Regions from separate parts of the Sus scrofa genome. Here all the other regions are linked to region 3. A link is a contact called in public Hi-C and promoter capture Hi-C data. All regions are on one chromosome and are shown on one strand. Each heading gives the region's core, a stretch centred on a gene start, on an enhancer-like site or on the middle of the called end of the contact. The rest is flanking DNA. Distances are from core to core; before and after follow the strand shown. Region 1 holds the start of NFE2L1 (nuclear factor erythroid 2-related factor 1). Region 2 overlaps COPZ2 (coatomer subunit zeta-2). Region 3 holds the start of HOXB7 (homeobox protein Hox-B7). Region 4 holds the start of SP6 (transcription factor Sp6).

Region 1 (5,969 bases), core at 3,211-5,710, 560 kb before region 3:
TCACTAACTGGCTCTTTCTTTTTGGCCGCACCCGAAGCATGTGGGAGTTCCCAGGCCAGGGACCAAACCCACGCCCTAGTTGCGACAACCCTGGACCCTTAACCCACTGTGCCACCACAGGAACTCCAGCTGGCTCTATTTAATGACCTCAGATCTCCATGCCTTTAACTAACCCTCTTCCTGGCTTCCCACTGCCTTCTCTTTTCTCCAGAGCAGCCTGGAGTCGCCACAGCAAGGCCTGCTGCGACTAAGGGCTCTCCGCCTCTGCCTCAGGGAGCAGGTGCAGGCACTCACTTTTTCCAGTGGTCCTCTCGGTCTGATTTAATGGATATACCAGGACTGATGACACATCAGCACGGGATCTTGCTGCTGCTTCTTGGGTAATTGTCCTATTAACAGCTGTCCCAGGCGAAGGGGGGGCGGTGCGGAGGAGTGGGGAGGGAGGGAGGAGGGTGACTTCCTGGGTAAAGGACACACCCTGGATTTTACAAGGCGGTGTGCACCTGCTCAGACTTGATCTGGGCTCTAGACAGAGGGGAAGACTGTCTTTTGATCTCCACTCCCTACACTGAAGACTGTTAAATATTCTAGGTGCCGACACCCTGCCGGGCCTCATGGCTGCTGCTGAGATTGTCTCTGTATCTTTATTCTTCTCAGCCCTTGCAGTGGGTCAGCAGGTTTTTTGTTTGTTCGGGTTTTTGTTTTTTTGTTTTTTTGCTTTTTAGGTATGCACCCGCAGCATATGGAAGTTCCCAGGCTAGGGGTTGAATTGGAGCTGCAGATGCTGGCCTACACCGCAGGCCCAATGACACGAATACTTAAGCCACTGAGCGAGGCCAGGGATCAAACCTGCGAACCTATGGATATTAGTCCGTTTTGTTACTACTGAGCCATGATGGGAACTCCAGGGCCAGCAAATCTTTGTCTTTCCCTTTTGCCTTCCCAGCTTTATATAACTGCTGAGGAAACTTTTTCTTCCACCCCCAGTCATTCTTTAACCCAGTAACACAGTTCCTGAGCCACCTTTTTCCCACTTTACAGTCAAACAATCATTATACACATTCAAACATAGTACTTGCAGTGGGGAGGCAAACGAAAACAAACAGGCGAGGATGGGCAAAAACCAAAGAGGTTTCCTCACTCCTTCTCTAAGGATTAACATGGAGCCCCTCTTGTTCTCAGTGCCTGCCACTCTCTCCCCACCCAGGATCCCAGAAAGGAAGGGAAAGGAGGGGATGAATAAGAGGTCCAGCGCAGCAAACATGTGAGCCATTGAAAAGTTACCAAAAGAAGTTAGGCTTTCAAAGTGATGTGAGAGCATCACCTGTTATCTCCCCAGGGTAGCTCTACCCACAACTGCCATTTCAGTGAATATTTACTTTGATTTTATGTTAGTCTTTTTGTGTGTGTGTGTCTTTTTTTCCATTTTCTTGGGCCGCTCCCGCAGCATATGCAGGTTCCCAGGCCAGGGGTTGAATCGGAGCTGTAGCTGCCGGCCTACGCCAGAGCCATAGCAATGCAGGATCCGAGCGGCATCGGCGACCTACAGCACAGCTCACGGCAACGCCAGATCCTTGACCCACTGAGCGAGGCCAGGGATCGAACCGGCAACCTCATGGTTCCTAGTCAGATTCGTTAACCACTGAGCCATGACAGGAACTCCTTATGTTAGTCTCATATCCACAACATAACTTTCTTTCTTTCTTTCTTTTTTTTTTTTTTTTGTCTTTTTAGGGCCGCACCCTGGCATATGGAAGGTCCCAGGCTAGGTGTCCAATCGGAGCTGTAGCTGCCGGCCTACACCACAGCCACAGCAATGCCAGATTCAAGCCTTGCCTGCAACTTTCACCACAGCTCAGAGCAACGTGGGATCCTTAACCCACTGAATGAGGCCAGGGATGGAACTCATATTCTCATGGATTCTAATCAGGTTCGTTACCGCTGAGCCACAATGGGAACTCCAACATGCCTTTTTTCTTATCCCAGGTACCTGATACCCTGCTATGCAGCTCAAAAGAAACTTGCAAAATACAAGGGGGCTGTCTAAAACACTCAAATTTTGTTGGCACTAGGGTTCCCTGACTCCCTATAAAGGATTGCCCAGTGTTGTTTCACAATTAAACCTTTCGTGTTAAGGTTTAAAATTGTTCTCTATTTGCTGTGTCAAACAGCCACTCTTAGTATAAAATTTCCCCTTCCATCATCTCAAAAAGAGTTTTGTAAACTTAGTCTACCCTTAATATATTTTAGTGTATGGTTTTAAACTATTTCCTTATTTTTATTTTTATTCACGTATTTATTTTTGCTTTTTAGGGCCGCACCGGTGGCATATGGAGGTTCTCAGGCTAGCGGTCCAATCAGAGCTACAGCTACTAGCCTATGCCACAGCCACAGAAACATCAGGTCTGAGCCTCGTCTGTGACCTACACCACAACTCACGGAAACACTGGATCCTTAACCCACTGAGCGAGGCCAGGGATCAAACCTGCAACCTTATGGTTCCTAGTCGGATTCATTTCTGCTGTGCCATGACTGGAACTCCTGTTTCCTTATTTTTTGAGTTACTGATCATACCTTAATTTCTCTTGCTTTCTTTTTTTTTTTGTCTTTTGTCTTTTGTTGTTGTTGCTATTTCTTGGGCCGATCCCACGGCATATGGAGGTTCCCAGGCTAGGGGTCCAATCGGAGCTGTAGCCACCGGCCTAACCAGAGCCACAGCAACGCGGGATCCGAGCCGCGTCTGCAACCTACACCACAGCTCATGGCAACGCCGGATCGTTAACCCACTGAGCAAGGGCAGGGACCGAAGCCGCAACCTCATGGTTCCTAGTCAGATTCGTTAACCACTGCGCCACGACGGGAACTCCCTCTCTTGCTTTCTTATACAAGAGCAGTATTTACCTTCGTGGTCTTACTAAAGGGCTGAAGGGTCACCCCTTTCCTTGATAACATGCCACATCTTCAGCCACACCCTCCAAGTTGATGGGTGCCTTTAACCACAGGCCTGCCTGTTTTTGTTCCCCTTCGATTATTAAGCAAGCATTTATTGAGTGTCTAAGTAGCAGGCACTTTTCTAGGTTTTGAAGACTCCACAGTCAGTGCACAAGATTCTAGTCCTTGTGGCGTTTGTATTCTAGCAATTTCTGGGAGAGAAATAGTAAGACGAAGAAATAAAATGTGCTCTCTGAATCTGACTTTGAAACAGGTAGCCAGCGTTTACGTTTTTTAAAGATTCAATGAATGGATGCTACTGTGTACTTCCATATGGCGAAAGTGCTTTATAATCTGGGAACCACCTCGAATTAAGCCGCCTAACTCTCCAAACACGTGATGGACTCAATGTTCTCACCGAATGACTTACCAGTTAGCCTTGTCCTTGATTGTACAAGGACCAGTGACTCGCCCACTAGATTAGTGGGATCTTCCAAGGAGTCAAGAATTTGAGTCAATGCCTCTTTGTCCCACAGCTAGGAACAACTCACTACATACTCCAACTCGGCCACTGGTTAAAAGTGGTCTCCGCACCCATCCGAGGTTATTGGGTCGTAAGTGAATCAGAACCTCGGGCATGGTGCCTCCAAATGTGCAAGTTTAACAACTTCCGCAAGTGTTGCTGGGGGTAAACTAATATTTGAAAATCACGAATACGTGGGCTAGGCGAGATTAGAAAACACTAGAAACTGAGGAAAGTTATGGAAAAGCAGGAGTAACGTAAGTGGGAGGTTGAGCAGAGACCATACAGGGGCGGAGCTCTTTGGGGTGTTGTAATCATGACAAAAAAATCACTAATTATGCCACACACCATCGTGGCAACATCGCCGAGCTGCCGCCACAGTTTGACCCTTGTCTGACATGTGGTGCAAAGATCCCGGACTGGCAAGGAACCCCGTGCCAAGCTTCCACGGAGCGGAAGCTGAGAGAGTGGTTTCCGCTGCCAGCAGCTAAGATGGTGGCACGAGCGTCGTCAAACCCGCCAAATACACACGCTGTGCCCCCACCTCGGCCTCTCAGGTCTCACTGGACTTTTGCAAGTCATCGTGGGAACCCTCATGGGGGGGATTCCGCGCTCCGACGGCGATACCACCTCCCACACCCGGCCAGAAGCCTTTATCCTCCAGCTCAAAGAACGCACTAGAAGAGGTCGGCCTCCTCGCTTTGCTCCGAGCCCAGCCTGTAATTCCCGCGGCTGGCGCACGGCGGAGGGAGTCTAGAACGCCGAGCGATAGGACCTTAGCCCCACTTATTGGTGGGCCTGCGCCGCGGGGCGGGCCTACATGCCCATTGGACTGCGGAGCTTGTCAGTCTTGGGAAATCGGTAAAGGGAGGAGGAGGTACACTTAGCCATTGGGCTTTCCCTGCTGTCAATCAAAGCGACATCCGGCGACGGCCACTATCTCGGCTCGTTGATTGGAAGAAACGTGTTCCTGGGGAGGGCGCGGGGGGCGGGCTTCCGAGTGAGGTGGGAGGAGGGGGCGGGGAGGGAAACGGAGGCTGGCGAGCTCTAGGCCGGCCGGCGGTGGCGGCGGCAAGGCCTGGACTCGGGCTGAGGGCCTGCTGGGACAGCAGCGGCGGACGCCGAGCTCAGCAGCGGTATCAAGCACATTTTTTTCCCTCACGGGAGGGGCGCAGTGCCGCGGGGCCAAGGCTTATGGGGTGAAGGGCGGCGGGGTGGAGCTGAGGGGCAGGAGGCGGGAGCGGGCGGCCGCGAGCGGGGTTCGCTCGGGGCTGGGCCTTGGACCTGGCAGGGAGGGGCCCAGAGGCTGTGGAGAAAGCCGGCTTCGGGGTGGGTTGGACTGGGGAGGGCTGAGGGCCTGAGAAGGCGTGGTATTAGGCCCGGGCTTGGGAGCGGGGTGGGGCCATAGGGGCGGAGGGCGGGGTGGGGTTTGGCCATCCGGGTGGGTCAAGGCCAGGAAAGTAGCACTTGTTCGCTGCTGCCCCAGAAGGCTAGAAGCCGAGGCGCCAGGAGCGGCATGGCGACTTGGTCCCAGCCGGACTCGGGTATCCGGGGCAGGGTGGGACCGGGCTCAGACCTGGCCTTCCTCGATCTTTAAGGGACCTCGTCCATTTGCCCGAACTTAATTGGCTCTTGGGAGGTTTTAGTAATAAATCGCGTGAGAACTGGAGGGTAGTGTAAGCAGGAATTCTAGATCGTAATTATGTTTACTCTAACCAGATAAGGGTGTGTGTGTGTGTGTCTGTGTGTATGTATAGATCCCTTTTTCTCTTTAGGATTGGGTCACAACAGTGAAGAAGAGAGAGTTATGTGTTGGTTTGTGAGGTTAATGGAAGCTCCGAAGTAGAGACTAGAAACTGAAAGGCAGCTTTGCTCTCTCTCCACTTGGCTATCTGGGTTGAGGACTTGGCCATATCCTTCTGCTTTGGCTCAGAAGGTCACATGAATGAAAATAAAACCTGCCTATTCAAATTCTGGGCCAAATAATCCTGCCTCAGCCCCCACCCCCCTCCCTTCAGTACCCCCCACCTTTTTTTTTTTCCTTTAATGTAAGAATGATAGGAAAGGGAAGTCAGGTTTCAAAATCGGGAAAACAGAAAAAGCATTTTTTCTGTAATGTGTTGTCCTCTCATCCTTGTACACTCTCAGCCAGTAATAATAATCTCTCCCTCCCCTTTAGAACTTGAAGGGAGAGGACTTGTAGGAGGCTCTCTCCTGAGAGATGGCAAGCAAACTTTCTTTTAAGATAGGAAATGGACTTCTCAACCTAAAAATAGAATCTGGGTAGTGTATACTTGGGGTGGGGGAGGGTTGATAAATTGGACAACATGTAAAATAGTTAGGATGCCCTGGGCATTATCTGCTTATCTGAAATGAACTTTAGAGTCCTGCACAGTTAATAGCCAGATACTGAGATCCCTGGTGAGCAGAATCTTCCTTTCGTAGTTATTCTTGTCTATAACAAATTTTTGGGTTTTTTTGTTTTTACGAGCGTATAACTGAGTTATTGTTGAGT
Region 2 (5,515 bases), core at 2,191-4,690, 590 kb before region 3:
AAATAATTTATTCCAAAAGAAGCTTTATTTTACTTCTGCTATTATTATTTTTTATCAATACTGCTTTTCTTACCAATGAGTCCATTTTTAGGGGGCGGCACCCAAGGCATGTGGAAGTTCCCAGGCCAGGTATCCAACCCACACCACAGCAGGGACCCCAGCCGCTGCAGTGACAATCGTCGATCCTTAACCTGCTGCACCACAAGGGTGCCATCCATTTAGAGGGATGGCACTCATCTGTACATACAGCGGAAAGTCCACATGTGTTTCACAGTCACCCATTTCTTTGGATCCTCCTCATATTTTCCATATAGACATGAGAAACAAATGAGGACCACACAAATGTTGACAATCGAGTAAAATTTGGCAGCTGTTTGATTAATTTATTTTTCTTTTTTATTGAAGTATGACTTACCTATAGGAAAGAACACATGTCTTAAGTACAAGCTCCGTGGTTTTTTTTGGTTGGTTCGTCAGATTTGTTTCTGCTGAGCCATGACGGGAACTCCTGACTTACAGTTTTTGATAAAGTCTGGTCTACCTTCGGTCCCCCTAAGAGAGCAAAACCTTCATTTGGAATCCATCAGAACTGTTACTGGGTAGGGCTGTTGGGAGTGAGCATGGGCAGGGATGATGATGTACCCTATAAGGGGGAAAGATGGGGAGTCCATCATTAACTGCTGAGCCACAAGGGAAAGTCTCAAACGCTGTGAATTTTTATCACCTCTCAGGTCATGGTAAAAAACACAATTTAATTTTATTTATTAATTTTTTTATTTTGTCTTTTTTTTTTTTTTGCCTTTCTAGGGCCGCTCCCGAGGCATATGGAGGTTCCCAGGCTAGGGGTCGAATCGGAGCTGTAGCCACCGGCCTACACCACAGCCACAGCAATTCGAGATCTGAGCCGCATCTGCGACCTACACCACAGCTCATGGCAACGCTGTATCCTTAACCCACTGAGTGAGGCCAGGGATCGAACCCACAACCTCATGGTTCCTAGAAGGATTCGTTAACCATTGAGCCACGACAGGAACTCCCTGCGGTTTGATTTTAAAAGGTATTTCTACCTTGAAATATTTCTCAAATCCCTTCTCTCCTTTCAACCCACCCCATCCCACTGCCCCAGCTGGGCCCAATCACTTTCTAACCAGTCTCCCTTTCTTTCCCTCCTGCCTGGCTCCTGGCAAATACTCAAATACTTGAATGAAAGAACGAACAAATGAGCAAACAAAAGGAATGCATGAATACTGTTAAAAGAACGAGACCCAGTTTGGAAGGAAAGGAAGGTCCACTGGGTTGTGTGCAAACTACATTGGGGAAACTACTGAATTTTGCCTACATCAGGTTCTGGAGTTAAGGATATCCACGGGACATTAGGGTAAGACTTTTTTCTCTGGGAGTTCCTGTCATGGCTCAGTGGTTAACGAATCCCACTAGGATCCATGATGTTGCAGGTTCGATCCCTGGCCTCACTCAGTGGATTAAGGATTTGGCGTTGCCATGAGCTGTGGTGTAGGTCGCAGACGCTGCTTGGATCTGCTGTTGCTGTGGCTGTGATGTAGGCCGGCAGCTGTAGCTCTGATTCGACCCCTAACCTTCATAGGCTGTGAGTGCGGCCCTAAAAAGACAAAACAAAAAAAAAAAAGATTTTTTTTCTCTGTAGAGTTTCAAGGGAGATTGAGAGCACAGAAAGTCTGAGCCTTAAGCCGGTCTCCAGCTCATCCCCCAACCCACTCCCAGGCCTCGCTGCTCCTGCCTTAGCCAAACAGAGCCACGGAGCAGATACACTCCGGCGGTGGTCCAGGCAGCGGGGAGCCATCCATCACTGTCTGGGTACTGGCCTATCCGACCAGCTCCGCCTTCCTGCCAGCCAATGGCCGGAAAGCGGGGGGGGGGGGGGGCGGAACCAGAGAGGGGGCCACCGGCTCAAAAGGGTATAAGGGGGGTCTGAGGCCTGGCGGTACTGCTTCTGTGTCCCTGGCCGGGTCTAGGGGTGGCTAGCGTGCCCCCCTGCACCCGAGTCCCGCTGATGCTACAGTGTGAGCCCTCTGGCCCATGGTGTCTCCGTTTCTGAAATGCCCCGGTGCCAATTCGGCAGGAGAAAAGGGGACGTCCTGAAGCCCCTTCCCCACAGATACTCGAGACCCGCTTCTGCCCACGAGGGCAAGACGGGCAGGAGCCCCGGGGTTGAGAGCAGACGGGAAGCCAGGCCCCAGGGCCGCTCCTGCCAGCAACCACCGACGGCACTTCCCGAAATCCGGCCCCCGGCGGACGGCGCCTTCGCTCTCGCTCACTAGGCGTCTGGGAGAGGCGGGGGGCCAGCGGGCAGAGCTCAAGGCAGACGGCCAGACCCGCCGTTCTGGCGGCTCCGCGGGGCTGGGGGCACAGAGAGGGAGCCTGGCACGCAGCGGGCCCTCGGTCTCAGCCCGGGGAGAGCCACCCCTGCAAACCTGGCGTCCCTGGGAAGGAGCCGCGCCCCTTCTGCCCGCGCTCCCTGGGTCCCCCAGCGGTTCAGTGCAGCCCTCTTTGCGCTGCCCTAGCTCTGCCGCGGGGGTGGGTCGGTTGCTTCTTCGCAGTTCCACAGTCCTTTGGCCACAGCGGGCGAGGACATCTCCCTGGTCGCCCTTCCGCATTGCCTTGCCCCTTCGGCTCATTCCTTTTAACCCGGTACAGTCCCTGTGTGGGGAGGGCTTCGGACTGCCCTAGGCGAAGGGGCGAGGGAAAGCCACCTCCCTCCAGCAGTTCCTCCTCCTGAGCCCGCCTTTGCGGAAACTGTTGCAAATACTTTTTAGTCTTTCAGAGCCTCGGTGTGCCGGTCCGTAAAATGGGGATAGCAGTGCATAGTCCATAGCATTCGGTGAGTCAGTTTGTGTGGAGCGCCGGGCCTTCCCATCCTGGTCCCTGCACAACTGGAATTGTGCGGCCCAGGCTGGGGCGTCCAGGTTGCTAGGAAGCGAATTTGCCCCTCGGATTTGGTTCTTGCGGTCGGTCGTTTAGAGGCGGTGGATGGAGCCGGATACCGGACGAGGCCGAACATTTGCTCAAGTATTTCTGGAAATTTTCTCATTTCCCGTCGTCACACTGGCCCTTAAACTCTACACCATTTAATTGAATACTCTTTTCTCCCCTTCCGATGTGGCCTTTTTGCATTTTTTTACTGGAACACAGTATTTACAACTGATTTGTTTACCTAACTATATCTTTATCATTTTCTCTAATTACAGAAGTAGTCATGCCCATTATAAATATTCAATCCTGCAGAGTTTTGTAATGTAAGACGTGATAACCCGCAGGGACTGCCTCTATTTAACACCCAGGGCTCAGCACTTGCTTTCAGCGGTCGCTGGCAGAAATTTGTGAGCTCTAGCTGGCTAGGAGCTCGCCTGCAGGTCGCGCCGGGTGGTTACTAGGGAAACGCCAGCCGCTGGGGTAAGAGGCCAGCGATTAACTCCCTTGAGAAGGGGTCGGTCCCGCCCTGGGGGCGGAGTTAGTAAAGGAAAGGCGGACCCGCAGGGAGCGCGTTTCCCGATTTTCCCTCCAGATGTCGCTAAAGGATCGTGGATTCGGTCCTGGGACCACGCTCCCCTCGGCTGCGGGCGCCAAGGGGCGGAGCCAGGGCGGGGCGTGGACCTGCAGCTGCAGTTAGCCGGGGGGTCAAGGGAAACGAGGGGTGTATGTCGGACTATTAGACACTCTCTGGGTCTTCTGCACATGACGAAGAAAAGTGTATGTGTCAGAGAAAGAGAAAAAGGGGAGCTTCTAGAACGCGGAGAGAGAAGGGGAAATCTGTCGCCGCAAATGTCACTCCATCCTTCCCATTTGCCCTTAGGGTCCCCCTCCGCCCTTCTCTCCCTCTGGATCTGCAACGCTTCACACCTTCAGTACACGGTGTGCTCTGCCCACAACTGCAAGGTGGGAGCTGCCCGGTGCTTTCTCGCTCCTAAGCCTAGCCATGGCAAGTTTGCCAGGCTCTAGTGCCCAGGGTAGAAGCCAGCATAGGAATTCCGCTGGCATAGGAATTCTTGTCCTGGGCAAGCCAAGAAAAACAGGCGCATGCCGTTCCTCAGTTTGTCCGGAGGAAATCTTACGCCCTTCCCTTCTGGAGGCTGAGAATGGAAAATGTGAGCAGAAGAATCCCCAGCGGGGCCACCATGTAGGTACAATCTTTTGCTCTCCTTTTCCCCCTAAATGCACCATTCCTCTCATTATTACTCTTTTACCCTGTCACACAGTCATGCCCAGTCCTCGCCACCACATATAGGGTCCCAGAATGAGTATCACACCCCTTCACTATGTTAAGTGGTCTGCTTCCCTTGACCCACCCCTTCCCCACCAATCACACAACCACAAGAATACACCCTGGTACTGGGCATCCTGAAGATGAGCCACACAGAGTGCAGGAGCCTTTATCAGGGAGTTCCCGTCATGGCTCAGTGGTTAACGAATCCGACTAGGAACCATGAGGTTTCGGTTCGATCCCTGGCCTTGCTCAGTGGATTAAGGATCTGGTGTTGCCGTGAGCTGTGGTGTAGGTCACAGACGCGGCTCAGATCCCAAGTTGCTGTGGCTCTGTCGTAGGCTGGTGGCTATAGCTCTGATTCGACCCCTAGCCTGGGAACCTCCACATGCCTCGGGATCGGCCCAAGAAAATGGCAAAAAGACCAAAAAAAAAAAAAAAAAAAAAGCCTTTATCAGAATGAACACACACACGCATCCCCTTCCCAGGGCCAAGAGAGAGGGAGACCATTGGCAGGGGACAAAAGCAGGTTTATTTGGGCTCTGAGGCCAAGGATGCCAAAGGTTTATTTGGTCTCCAGGCCAAAACGGCAGCCAGGGTGGTGAGAAGGAGTGACTCAGTGCTGAAGTCAAACCTTTGCATCTCATTGTCCCTGGCTAGAGACCTCGGGAGTCAGTTCTGGGAGTGCCTGGGAATACTGAGGGATCTCTAGTGTCCCCCAGGGCCTTTGTGCTTTTGCCAGGATTGTGGGAATGGGCTGGGGGCAGGGAGACTTGAATGCACGCCTTCATTTCAGTAAGGACCACTTAATTTGTTCCTTGGCAGACTGAAGAACCTGGGTGGGGTGCAGATGAGGAAAGTTGAGAGGATTATTGGGGGGGGCGGTGTCAAGCACATTAACCCTGCCGAGAGTGGGGATCTACAGCACCTTCTCTTAAGGGTCCCTGCAGTCCTCGGTCACTAGGTGGCAGCAGCTCGCCTCCGCCTGGCCTTAGTGGGCGGCCCACCACCACCACCACCAAGACGGAAAGTGCAGCCCAAACTGGCTGCCGCCAACAACCAGCCCAGGCTGGGGCCTGCCCAGCCCTCTGGTTCCTGCTTCTGCAGCCCTGGGTGTGGCCGCAGCCCTGTCTCCCCGACACCATGCCATGTGCGCTCCAGCCCAGTGCCACGTCCAAGCAGAGACGGTCCCAGGCCTGGCACTTCCTGTGCCCAGATACCTCAGCCAAACCCCTAGCTCTGGCTTCAGCTGGTACTATGTCCTCCACACCCCACCCC
Region 3 (5,627 bases), core at 684-3,183:
GGGTTGGGGTGGAATATCTGGCTGGTGGGGGCTGAAGGGCAGGGGAGAGCTTCCCAGGTTAGGTCCCAAACCCTGTGGAAGCAGCTTGTGGGGGGGGGGGGTTGTGCTGGGGGAGGTGCTGGTATCAGCCCTTCTGGGAAAGAGACAGTGGGAGGAGGGGCTAGGGGGCCCTAATTTCAAGTCAGATAAAAGCCAAGCTGAAATGTTTATGAGCAGAAAAATTGGGGCTTTAATAAATCACCTGGAAAGGCGGTTGAATTATGGAGCAGGTAAGGGGGACCATGACCACTAATATGGATGGTGTAAGAGCAGGGCTTCTCCTGGCCCTCACCGTGGCTGGACTGGGAGCCTCTGATCACAAGTCTTGGGTCTTCTGAGGTTGGCCCCATTCCAGGGCAACATCAAGAAAGATGTCTGGGACAGGCTTGTCAGGAAACCCCATAGGGCCCCTGGTATCTTGGGGTTCCTGCAGCAGCTGCCTCAGTGGCCGGGACTCACTAATTCTTGATGGGGCTCCCTGGAGTCCTAGTCTCTCCCCTCAGAGGACATTCACCCTCCTGGAAGGATACATGCAAACTTGTCGGCCAGTTCTCCAGGGGTGCTAGGATGGGCACCTGAGACAGCCAGCTGTACTCCTTTGAGGCCTCTGCTCCTTTCACTCGTTCTCCTGCCTCCCCCTTTCCAAGTTCACTGGGGGGTCAGGAGCCTATCTCTCTTGGCCTCAGCCCCCCTCTCTCCACCTGCCTCTCTGGCTCTGTGTCCCTGGCTGGATCCTCATCTCCTCTCACACCCCCTCTTCCCCCCAGGCCTCTAGAGCCCACCTCTAATTGTCCAGAAGGGAATAATGGGGGAGCAGGGTTGGCTGGGAAGAAAGGGGGAGGGGAGAACTGCTGAGCACGGCAGCCCCCTCCCCCAGACCTTATCCAAGCTGGGGCTGGGGGACACACCCAGAGCTGAGATCCCCGGCGGGGAAGGGAAAAGGGAGGGGGGAGACCCTAATGGCTATTCTCTGCAAACCCCAGCCTTCCTCCGCAAGACAAACGGCCTCGTCTCCAGCCCGTGCCGGCGCGGCTGATAAATATTTAAAGCTAAAAGGCCGGGAGGAAGGGTGGGGGGGTGGGGGGCTGGGGGCTCACAGCGCCGCGGCGTCGGCAGAGAGGGATCCGCCAGGGAAGCACGGCGAGCCTGAGAGCACCAAGCAAAAATGGGAGTGGGGACGGCGCGCCGGGTCGCGGCCCAGGGGGGTGCCGCGTCCCCAGGGCCGACCTGCTGCCAGGAGCACTCTGGACGCGGAGAGGGACACTTGGCCGGGAAGGGGGCGCCTTCCGGGGAGTGTGCCCGGGCCACTGCAGCTCGGGACGGCTCGGTGCGCGGCGTTACCTGAGCTTCGCATCCAGGGGTAGATCCGGAAGTTACTCTCGGCCGCCAAGTCCGAGTCCCTCTGCTCCTTGGCGCCTGCCGCCTTGGCGGAGTCGCCGGGACACACCCCGGAGAGATTCTGCTCAAAGGGCGCGCAGTGCATGTTGAAGGAACTCGGCTCGAGCCCGTAGCCGGCCGCGTAGACGCCAGCTGTACTCTGGCCCGCCATGCCCCCCCCGCCGGGGTACAAGCCCTGCATCGAGGCGGCGAAGGAAGCACCCGAACCCGCTCCATAGCCCGGGCGCTGGGGGTTGGAAGCAAACGCACAAGAAGTTTGTTCGGGGAAGGCTCCGGTAGCGAAAACCGAACTTGCGGCTGGATATTTAGAAAATAAAGCATTCGCATAATACAATGAACTCATAATTTGGCCGGATGATTTGTAGGCAGGGACGTTTTAGTGTCGGTTTTACGAGATTCCTTGATATATTACAGAATTAGAGTCCAGATTTACACCAAAAAGAACCCCCTTTTTCCTCTCTGGGCCACGTGACCCTGCCCACGTGACGTCCCCTCTGCCAATGGCGGGGCAGCCTCCCCACGGCTCCCGGTAATGTGGAAAAAATTGTGTGGCGTTGGATTTATAAAATATGATCAATAATGAATGGGAAAGCCAGGCCCTGTGGATTCGGGTTGGGGGCTCAAGGGCCGCTGTCGACCCCGTGGGCTGGAGGCAGCTTGTAGGCGAGATCTGGGGAGGAAGAAATTGAGTGGAAGGGAAAATAAATAACCTCTGAGAGCGAGAGCGATCCGTGTTGTCAACCGCCCCCCCCACCCACACGCATCCTCCCCAGCCTGTTACTCAGCGAGAAATAAACGCAGAGATTGCACAAAATGGGGTGAGTGGGTGGCTCAGGGCAGGTCATAATTAATCTGGACCGATTCAGTCCGGTTGGCCTTTGGGGGAAATTGGTCTGGACTTGGTCCGTTGCTCCTGAGGTGAACAACGAGGTGAGCCTGGCCTCGCGACTCCCTCTCACTGCTCTCCCTTTCTATCTCTCGGTGCCCCAGACAGATGGGCAGGGATGGACTGAGGTTTTGTGGGTGCTCCCAGAGGCACGAGACTTAGCCCACAGGCGTTGGATGCTGCGGTTTCTGGTGACAAAAAAAAAAAAAAAAATTTAAAGGTTTGAAGAAAAAAAAAAGAAAAAGGAAGGGGGTGGGGTGGGTGGGAGGAGAAAGGAAGGGAGGAGGGCAGCCCGGTATGCTGCTCTCTTGATTCCGGGAGGCGGATGCCCCAGTGGAGCGTGGCTGCCAGGGAAGCAGAGCAAGCTAAGGAAGGAAGGCTTTGAGCAACCATCTCGGAGCTGGGCAAAGGTGGCCAAGTCCCAGAAAGTAAGAGGCAGGAAAGAGCATCTCGCTTCTCTGTCTGCTCCCTCCCCCCACCACAGTCCAGGAAGAAGAAAAATATAAGCTTGTGCAGCAGCCCAGCACTCTAGCTCTATGGCCCCCCAACACACACACTGGAGAGGGCACACAAAAACAAAGGGGGAGGTGTGTGTGTATTGGGGGGGGTGGATACAGCCAGTAGCCCAGGCGCATCTCTCCAGCGTGGCCTGTGCTCCGGGGTCTCCGGGGCCGGCAGCCTCGGAACGCGAAGGGAGGGGGTTTCTCTCGGCTCCCCTCCCTCGTTCCTCTCTCCTCCAATCACGCGCAGCCGCCTCCCTCACCCCCTGCGCCCCTGGGCCCAGGGACTCGCACCACCTGCCTCCAGCCCCCGCCCCCTCCTCTCGCGGCCTGGCCAGGCGGGCGCAGAAGCCGGGTGCCCGGCTCCCCCCAGCTCTGCAAGGCGCCGGGAGCAAATGAGGAGCGCGGGCCGAGCCAGTCTCGGGTTCTCGCTTGTAAACTTTATTGTAACTCTTCCGCCCTTTTCAGGCGCAGACAACAGAACAAAGTATAGAGGAACAACAAAATATATAATTAGCCCTCCCTCCCCCCAATAAAGCAATTCACGGATACAGGATACATTCTCTTCACAGTAAACCTAAGAACACTTTTAACAATTGCCCACAGCGCGCATGCTAACTAAAGTAACCTCTTTTGAGAAACACTTAAGACAAAATTGTCAAACCAAAGCGGGGGGTGGGGGGGGGAGGAAAAGACAGAAGCCAGAGAAAAAGCCAGCGAGCTAGGGAGGGCAGCGGGGAGAGAGGGTGGGAGGGGGAAATGAGGACGAGGTGAGAGAGAGAGAGAGAGAGAGACAGAGAGAAAGCGAGAGAGGGAGACAGAAAGAATTACGGTGTGAATAGGCAGTTTCATGTTGTTGGGAGAACTTAGCAGAAATCGGTACCTCGGTCATTACAAAGAAGCACGTTCAAAGGAAAAAAAAAGACCATTGCACAAGGAGGCTTTTTACATGGGGCGGGGGCGTAGGGGGGGGCTCAGCCAGGCCGCAGCCGCTCACCCTCGCAGGGCGAGGGAGTCCTTGCTTAAAATCCTTTTTTCTCCCCCTGCCCCCGGCCCCCCAAGAGAAGGGAAGGAGATCCACGGTAGCTCACACACAGAAGCTATTACGAGATACTACCACTAGCGGGGACTGGCGCGGCGGGGACGCTGCGGTGGGAGGCCAGGCTCCCGGCCCCGCTCGCGGGGCCAGAGCTCTCTCGGGCGGGGGCGGGCGACAGCAGCGCGGTCTGGGGACCCGCGGACGCAGCGCGGCCGCGGCCCTGGCAGTCCCAGCTGGAGCCTACTTCTTGTCGCCTTTCTGCGCATCACCCTCGTCTGCCGCCTCCGGGGCCCGCTCCAGCTTCTGCTTCTCCAGCTCCTCCTGCTCGCATTTGCTGCTGGGGAACTTGTCTTTGTTGTTCTCTTTTTTCCACTTCATCCTCCGGTTCTGGAACCAGATTTTGACCTGTCTCTCTGTTAGTCCCAGCGCATGTGATACCTCGATCCGCCGCTTGCGAGTCAGATAGGGATTAAATAGGAACTCCTTCTCCAGCTCCAGGGTCTGGTAGCGGCTGTAGGTCTGTCGGCCTCGCCTGCGTCCGGCGGCTGCTGGGAATGGGGGAAAGGGCGAGACAGAGGGGAGGGGAAGGTGGGGGAGGGGGCAGAGACGGAGAAGGTTGGAAGATTCGTGAACCAGCCTAGGAGACCAGTATAATAAGGGCAGGGGACCTTCTACCCTGCGCAGGGGCGGGGGCGCTGGGAGGCCGCGGTCAGCGGAGGTGGGGGGAGGGGGCATCAGACACCACTGCATCTAAGGGAGCCAGAAAGGAGAGCCCCCCTCCCCTGGTAACCGGCACCAGAGAGTTGGGCGGGGGTGGTTGAATCTATTACAAGTGCCATAAACTTTAGAAGGAAGGATGTGAAGGGTGGGGAATAAGAATAAAAAAGCCGAGATGGGGACGAATGGACCCACCTTGAAAAGCCCCCAGAGCCTCTGCCCCAGAAGAAAAGTTTTCTTCAGGGTAATTAAACTATAAAGCAATTGACAAGTGCAAAAGTTGAGCGCCCCCGCTCCCACCACCCATTCTCCACTACCCCCCATAAAACAGTAAAAGAGAAAAAAAGGAGGGGAAGCACAAGAAAATTCAGGCAGGGTGAGGGGTTTATGGATTCAGGAAATGTCGCTTAGCTACCTCCTTCAAGGGAAACAAAAAAGAAAGAAGGGGAAAGGGAAGGAAAGAAAGAAGGAAGGAAGGAAGGACGTCAGGGAGGAAAGAAGGAAGGGGAGGCAATCTGAACAGAGCCAGCACGTCTTCCAGGAGCTGGAGGAACCGCGCCGGCCTGCCCGGCCCCGTGCCCGGCCTGGGCCCCGGGTCTCCCTTCCCCGCGCCGGCCCCGACGCGAGCTCACCTTGCGGGCGCATCCAGGGGAAGAGCTGCGTGGGCGACGGGCTCTGCTCCGAACCCTCGGCCTCCTCGCCCAGGCCGCTGGCGGCGGCGAGCTTGCAGTCGGCGTACTGCACCAGGTCTGGATCCTGCGCACCGAACAGGCTCTGCCGCTGCAGCGGGTCGTAGCCGTAGAAGTTGCCCGGGTCCCCGTGGCACGCCACGGCGCACGGGTTCTGCTGGTAGGGAGCCGTGGACAGCGACGACGGCCCGTGGTAGAACTCCTGGATTTGCGACGGGTGCTGGAAGCTGCCGCCGCTGCTGGGACCGTACACCACGGTGGGTCGGCCGCCCAGGTCCTGGGCGAAGCCGCAGTCATAATAATTGGGGCGCAGGGACTCCCCGGTTTTGTATTTGGAGAACAGTGAGTTGACGAAATAA
Region 4 (5,362 bases), core at 433-2,932, 760 kb before region 3:
CACCCCCTTGCCCCCCCCATCCTAACCCACACCAAGTGTCCAGCCGGCTAGCTCTCTGGCTGCTACCCAGCTCTCCTCCAATCTAGGGGAGACCCAGATGTGAAGGTTGGAGGGGTTTGCTTCCCCAGAGAAAAGAGGTCAGCCAGCAAGCTCAGGAAGAGAAAATTGCCACCCCTTTAAGGGATGCAGGGACAGAGTGGGGGAAGCAACAGGAAATTGCCAGAATCATACCGAAATTAAGAGGAAGAATCACCCAAAGAGATTATAGAGGGGCTGCATGCTAGGCCTGGATCATTTTTAGGAGCCCTCCAGATGATTCTAACATGCAGCCAGGGGTTGAGAATCACTACTCCAGGCCAATCCTCTCATTTTACAAGAGGAAACTGAGGCCATATTTGAAGTCACTTGAAAAAAGACATTTATTCATTCAAATCAGCAAATATTAAAAAAATAATAAAGGGAGTTTGTGTACCTCTGTGAACCAAGTCTCTCTACTCCTGGTCTGTTACTCTTTCCCTAAACCACCGGGAACCTAAAGACACCCCACCACCACCACCACCACCCACCTCTTTCTCCACCACAAACCTGTCACTTGAAGATCAGCCTCATCTCACCACCTCTCCCTAAGATCTGGGAGCCCTGCCCTGGTGCCTGGGGTGTGTGGCTTTGGGTGCCTCGGCCTTCTCTGATGGCGGGGAGGAGATGCGGTGATTTAGAGCAGGGACTTTTCCTTCCCAAAGCCAAATTCAGATGACCCTACCACCTTTGGCTTCTGGGACTTGGGAGGTGGCCCTGGCAGTCTGGGAAAGGGAGGGAGAGGGGGACTGGGGCGCCAACTCAGGCTCCTGCCTTTACCACAAGAAAGGAACCGGGTGAAGCAGCAGCAACCGAGCCTCAGGCCCAGGCGGGGCAGCCCAGAAGGGGCTGGGCGGGAGCAGTGAGTCCTGGGACCCTAATAGCTTTTGGCGCCTGGGAACGGCCCCGGGGCTTAGGGGGTGGGGAGGCTAACTACAGAGGCTCCGGAGTGGCCTCTCCCGACACACAGGGCCAAAGAGCCCAATCCTGAGATGCACTAGCCTAGCTGCCGAGATCTCGGAAGGGAGACAGCCAGGCGCGTACCCGACCTGTCGCTCCCCAAGGCGGGAAGGCAGGTAGAGTCACCTTCCTTCCCCCTTCCGCCGGCTGCCTCTCCCATCACCTGTGCTCAGGTGGTCAGGACTTCCGTACTCCCGGTCCTCAGGGTTCCAGTCCTCCAGTTGTCCCAGTCGCTCCAGTTGCCCCAGTCTCCGGCCTCGCCCGTCCGCCCCGTTTTCACTCCGCCAGGGCTCTAAGCCCCTCGGAATCTTTCGGACCACCTTTCCCGAGGCCAGAGGAGGCTACGGCGCGTTCCGGGCGCGTCTTTCCGAAACCAGCCGCGATGCGCTCACCCCTCGCCGCCCCAACCCGGGCTCCTACCTCGAGGCTGCGCCCGGGCTCAGGATGCCGCAGGCTGGTGCGCTCCCAACGGGCGCTCGTGGGCGAGGGGCAGGAGCAGAGGGCGAGCCGGGGCCGCGACGAGACCCGGGGCGGGCGGCGGCGGAGGAGGGGCAGAGAGAGGCGGCGGGAGGGCGGAGGGCGGGCGGGAGCCGGCGAGCGAGCGAGCGAGGCCAGCTCCGCCCGTGACTCACCGCGCTCTCTGCCTTCATCCTCGGTCCTGCGCTCCTTTTTCCCCGAATTCGCGGCCCCGCCCACCTCACCTGTGGGCCGCCTTTAACCCTTGCGGGCTCGGCCAGACGGCAGGCCGAGCGCGGCTGGCCGGCGGGGAGGGGGCGGGGGGGGAGGAGGGAGGGAAGGGGGGTAGAGATCGCAAACTAGGTCGCACCACGCCCCCTCCCTCGCTCCTCCCTGGCCCCTCCGCTGCCGGGGCGAGGGGCCTGGGCGGAGTGTTTCCCAGGTTTGGGGGCCCGCCCCATCGAGGGCAAAACTGCCCTCGAGCCGGCTGGGTCTGGCGGGGACGCAGGACTCAGACCCTCGGGGAATGGAAGAGAGGGCGGGCTCCGGAGGTGATATTGAGTCACCCTAGGGCCTCGTTTGCCTCGACGGCCCTCAACCCACCTGTCCCGGCCGGGTAGCAATGCCCCAGAACTGAGAGGAAAGAAGGAAACAGGATGGAGCGCCAAGCATGTGTCCGGTCTACCCCCAGGCCCGGGCTGTGAGAAGTTGATCTTGGCCGCTGCTCTCCTTCACCGTGCTCCCCGCCGCTTCTTTCCGCCACTACCACCTACCCCGGTCCTTTGCTCTCTCTTGCTTTCCGCCTTTCTTTCCCCCCGCCGCTCACCTTTTGGGGATAACCTCCTCCTCTCCTCTCCTCTCCTTTCCTCTCCCTCTCCTCTCCCCTCCCCACCTCACTGGCCCATCTCCACCGGCCCCCCTGAGCCCTCACTCCCTATCCATCCTTAGGCAGCAACCCTAGCGTCTGCCGGGTCTGCCTCTCAAATACGCCTGCGCTTCTCTCGGTCCCGAAGGCTCTCAGCCCGCGCCCCGCCACCCTCGCCCTCGCGCACCCGGCTTTGAAAGTTGGGGCAGGCGCCGAATAGCCCTGGGAAAGGACACTTCTGCCAAGATCTGAGCGACTCCTCGCCACCACTCCTCCGATTCTCACTTGAATGTCTAAACCCGAGGCTCATAACTTTAGGGAGGGGTCTTGGATTCCTTTGAGGAAAAACAACTGCGCACACACAGTGCAACCCTTCTGCAGAATTTCAGGGTTTTTGCGACACCCACCGAAAAACGTCTTTCAGGATCGGAGTTAGTTGAGAAACCCAGCGCCAGTGGGTAGGGGTGTACCTTTCTTCTCCCCACCAGGCTGGCCTGTTCGCCAGGGTACCTACGAAGCTGCCTTCCCGGTGGGTGCTTCTTACCCACTGCTTTGACCTCCTGAAATGACCCTTTTCTTGCAGGTGGAATTCTGATGAACTTGCTAATTTTTTCCTCGTTGCGCCCGTTGACTTTCCCTAGGCGCTCTGCCTTCTACTTTTTAAATTTCGTTTTTATTTTTGCAGTCTATTTCGTACAGCCAAGAGCGGACTTTAGGCTGATTCAGTTTCACTGGTCAGCCGCGATTCCACCACGGTCAGATTACCTGTCTGGCATTCGAAGTGCAACTAGAAAACGGCTGACCTGAAGCCACCAGGCACTTGAAAATCAATCTTTTCGTGTGTAGCCCCCCACCCAATCATACACGTCCTCATACCCAGAATCAGTGTCTGATTCATCTCTAAATCTCTCTTTTCAAAGACTCATCTGGACAACCTGGGTTCAAGTTGGGTGGGTTTCCTGGGGCTTAAAGGAATTGATGTTCCTAAAACACTTCGGCCCGTGGGGCCCCCCGGGGAAGTTCCCAGTAAACGGAAGTTATCGTTGGTAGTGTTATAATTATTCAGTAAGTTGGTTCCCAGCAAATATTTGTTGGATTAAGGTATAGGCACAAAGATCTTTGGGCTAGAAGTTGACAGACCTAAATTCTAGCTCCAGCTCTGCACTTGCTAAGCTCATCTGGCAGGTCAGGTTGCTCTGAGCCTCAGTTTCCTCCTAGGTGAAATGAGGTTAGAGCAGCCGCTCTGTGGGGTGAAGGAAAGGCACTTAGGAAGCGGAGAGGTGCCTCCCAGATGTCAGGGACTCTGCTTTCTGATCAGTCGGATTTCCTTCCCGATTCTTGCCCCTGAGATATAGATTCTCAAGAATGGCTCTGATTCTTTGTGGCCGCGGCCAAATTGACAACCCTCTGTGTCCCACATGGCTTTATCTCTGAGTGCTCAGCCTGCAAATCTTGACTTTATTGAACTTACACCTCAATTCACAGCTGAGTCTGGAACAGTCAGGGGCTCTCATCTCAGAGCCTAGGAGCCCGCTACTCAAATTCCCGGGCTAAGTCTAGTTCGAGGTCTAGGAGTTCTCTTCCTCCTCCTCCCTCAGCCCACTGGCCTCTGGTTGTTCCCTTAAGGTGCTAACTCCCAAGCACAGATCAGACTCTGAATGGGAAAAGAGTCCCTCCTCCCATTTATTTATAGGCATCAGATAGTCTTATCTTCCTAGCTCCTTCCGTCTTTCTCTGGAAAGCAACGGGGAAAGGGATCCAGCCTCTGCATAGTAGACATACCACCCCCATTTTCACCCCAGGCCCCTGTTAACCCCACCTTGTCCTGACCCGAAGCCATCTGTGTTTTCCAGAAGCAAAGACCCTCCACCTGTCTGGGACTCATCATCATGAAATTCAACAGCAATGCAGTTATCTCAGCAAACCCAGCCATTCTGATTTCCGGCCCTGCCTAGATCTCTGCCTCTCTGAGTCAGGGCACTGTCTTTCTTCCAGATTCCCCCTCTGCTTTTGTTCCATTGACTCCAGCCCTTCCAACTGCCCAATGCTAGATGTTTCTTTCCCTAGTGGTGCTCATGATCTGATGCTGACGTGACTGCCAAGATCACCACTGCCATGGTCTTATCTCAGAGTTGAACCAGGCAGCCCACTGAGATCTGCCCATGACTGGGGCCATTTCTAGTCCCTTCGCTCATTCCCTGCAGCTGTAAGTAGACAGATTTTTGCTGCAAGTGTCTATCTCCCATTCTTACCAGCCCTCTCCTTCTCACGCCTCATTTATAATCAACAATCCACTTTGTACCCAGAGAAGCCATGTTCATCTCCCTGCTTATCATAACCAGCTTTTATTTATTGGGCACCTACTCCATTCCATGTGCTTCGCACAAATATCTCTAATTCTCATGAGGATGCAGCAATAATGCAGTAGTTATTATTATCCTCCCATTATACAGATGAGGAAGCCAAGGATTGAGGATGTTAAATGACCTGCCCAAGGTTACAAAGTTGTTAAGAGACAGAGAAGGAAACTGAGTCCAGATCGGTCAGGATCTAAAGCACCTGTTCTTTCTGCTATTCCATCCAGCCTCACTATGGCAGCCGGGATGGCAGTGGCAGTCCAGCTCCCATAGATCCTAAGGGTGGAAAGCTCGAGAGGATGACACTCTTAAACTGTTCTCCAGATCAAAGCCATCATGACCCTGAGTTCCATTGGACAAGCTGGTCCCATCTTGGGTTGGATTGCTGCGGTCCCTCCCAAACCTCAACTGTCCCTCTGTGGAGATTGCACGGTGAGACTGTCAAAGCTGGTCTGCCCATAAAAATTGTCTAGTGCAAGCCCTCATTTTGCTAGCAGAGAAATTGAATCCCCGAACAGGGAGGCAAGTAGCTCAAAGTCCCACCATAAGGGAATTCCCTTTGTGGCTCAGAGGAAACAAATCCGACTAGTAACCATGAAGACGCGGGTTCCATCCCTGGCCCCGCTCTTGGGTTAAAGGATCTGACATT

Evidence for each region. Promoter capture Hi-C pulls out the DNA fragments that hold promoters and counts their contacts. A called contact is a pair of places that touch in the nucleus more often than the background predicts.
Region 1: a promoter capture Hi-C map of fetal skeletal muscle shows a contact between it and region 3, with 7 times the contacts expected there. The contact joins the promoter of NFE2L1 here to the promoter of HOXB7 in region 3. A contact is called at or near these places in 1 of 5 promoter capture datasets (fetal skeletal muscle) and 2 of 2 datasets of contacts at active chromatin or transcription factors (alveolar macrophages and skeletal muscle).
Region 2: a contact with region 3 is called in a Hi-C map of omental adipose tissue, with 1.8 times the contacts expected there. The contact joins the enhancer-like site here to the promoter of HOXB7 in region 3. A contact is called at or near these places in 11 of 47 Hi-C or Micro-C datasets (alveolar macrophages, brain, embryonic fibroblasts and 8 more) and 1 of 2 datasets of contacts at active chromatin or transcription factors (alveolar macrophages).
Region 4: a Hi-C map of epiblast stem cells shows a contact between it and region 3, with 2.0 times the contacts expected there. The contact joins the promoter of SP6 here to the promoter of HOXB7 in region 3. A contact is called at or near these places in 2 of 47 Hi-C or Micro-C datasets (epiblast stem cells and heart right ventricle).

The regions. Positions count from the first base shown.
Region 1 is chr12:24,298,921-24,304,889 of Sscrofa11.1, forward strand. It overlaps NFE2L1 (nuclear factor erythroid 2-related factor 1), which reads left to right and starts at 4,461. Exons shown (of 6, transcript XM_021067094.1): 1 at 4,461-4,590.
Region 2 is chr12:24,275,916-24,281,430 of Sscrofa11.1, forward strand. It overlaps COPZ2 (coatomer subunit zeta-2), which reads right to left. Exons shown (of 10, transcript XR_002337149.1): 10 at 4,747-5,072. Among named protein-coding and RNA genes, the nearest start is that of MIR152, 14 kb to the right of the region's middle. Within about 2 kb of position 3,441, at least 34 of the 83 cell types and tissues checked have an H3K27ac peak or open chromatin away from gene starts, as enhancers often do. A contact at or near this core is called in alveolar macrophages, omental adipose tissue, skeletal muscle and 1 more, where this site is marked.
Region 3 is chr12:24,862,742-24,868,368 of Sscrofa11.1, forward strand. It overlaps HOXB7 (homeobox protein Hox-B7), which reads right to left and starts at 1,934. Exons shown (of 2, transcript XM_003131549.4): 1 at 1,381-1,934. The coding sequence starts at 1,780. It overlaps HOXB8 (homeobox protein Hox-B8), which reads right to left. Exons shown (of 4, transcript XM_021067111.1): 3 at 5,212-5,627; 4 at 3,244-4,407. The coding sequence ends at 4,103.
Region 4 is chr12:24,105,146-24,110,507 of Sscrofa11.1, forward strand. SP6 (transcription factor Sp6) reads right to left here and starts at 1,683. Exons shown (of 2, transcript XM_021067083.1): 1 at 1,456-1,683.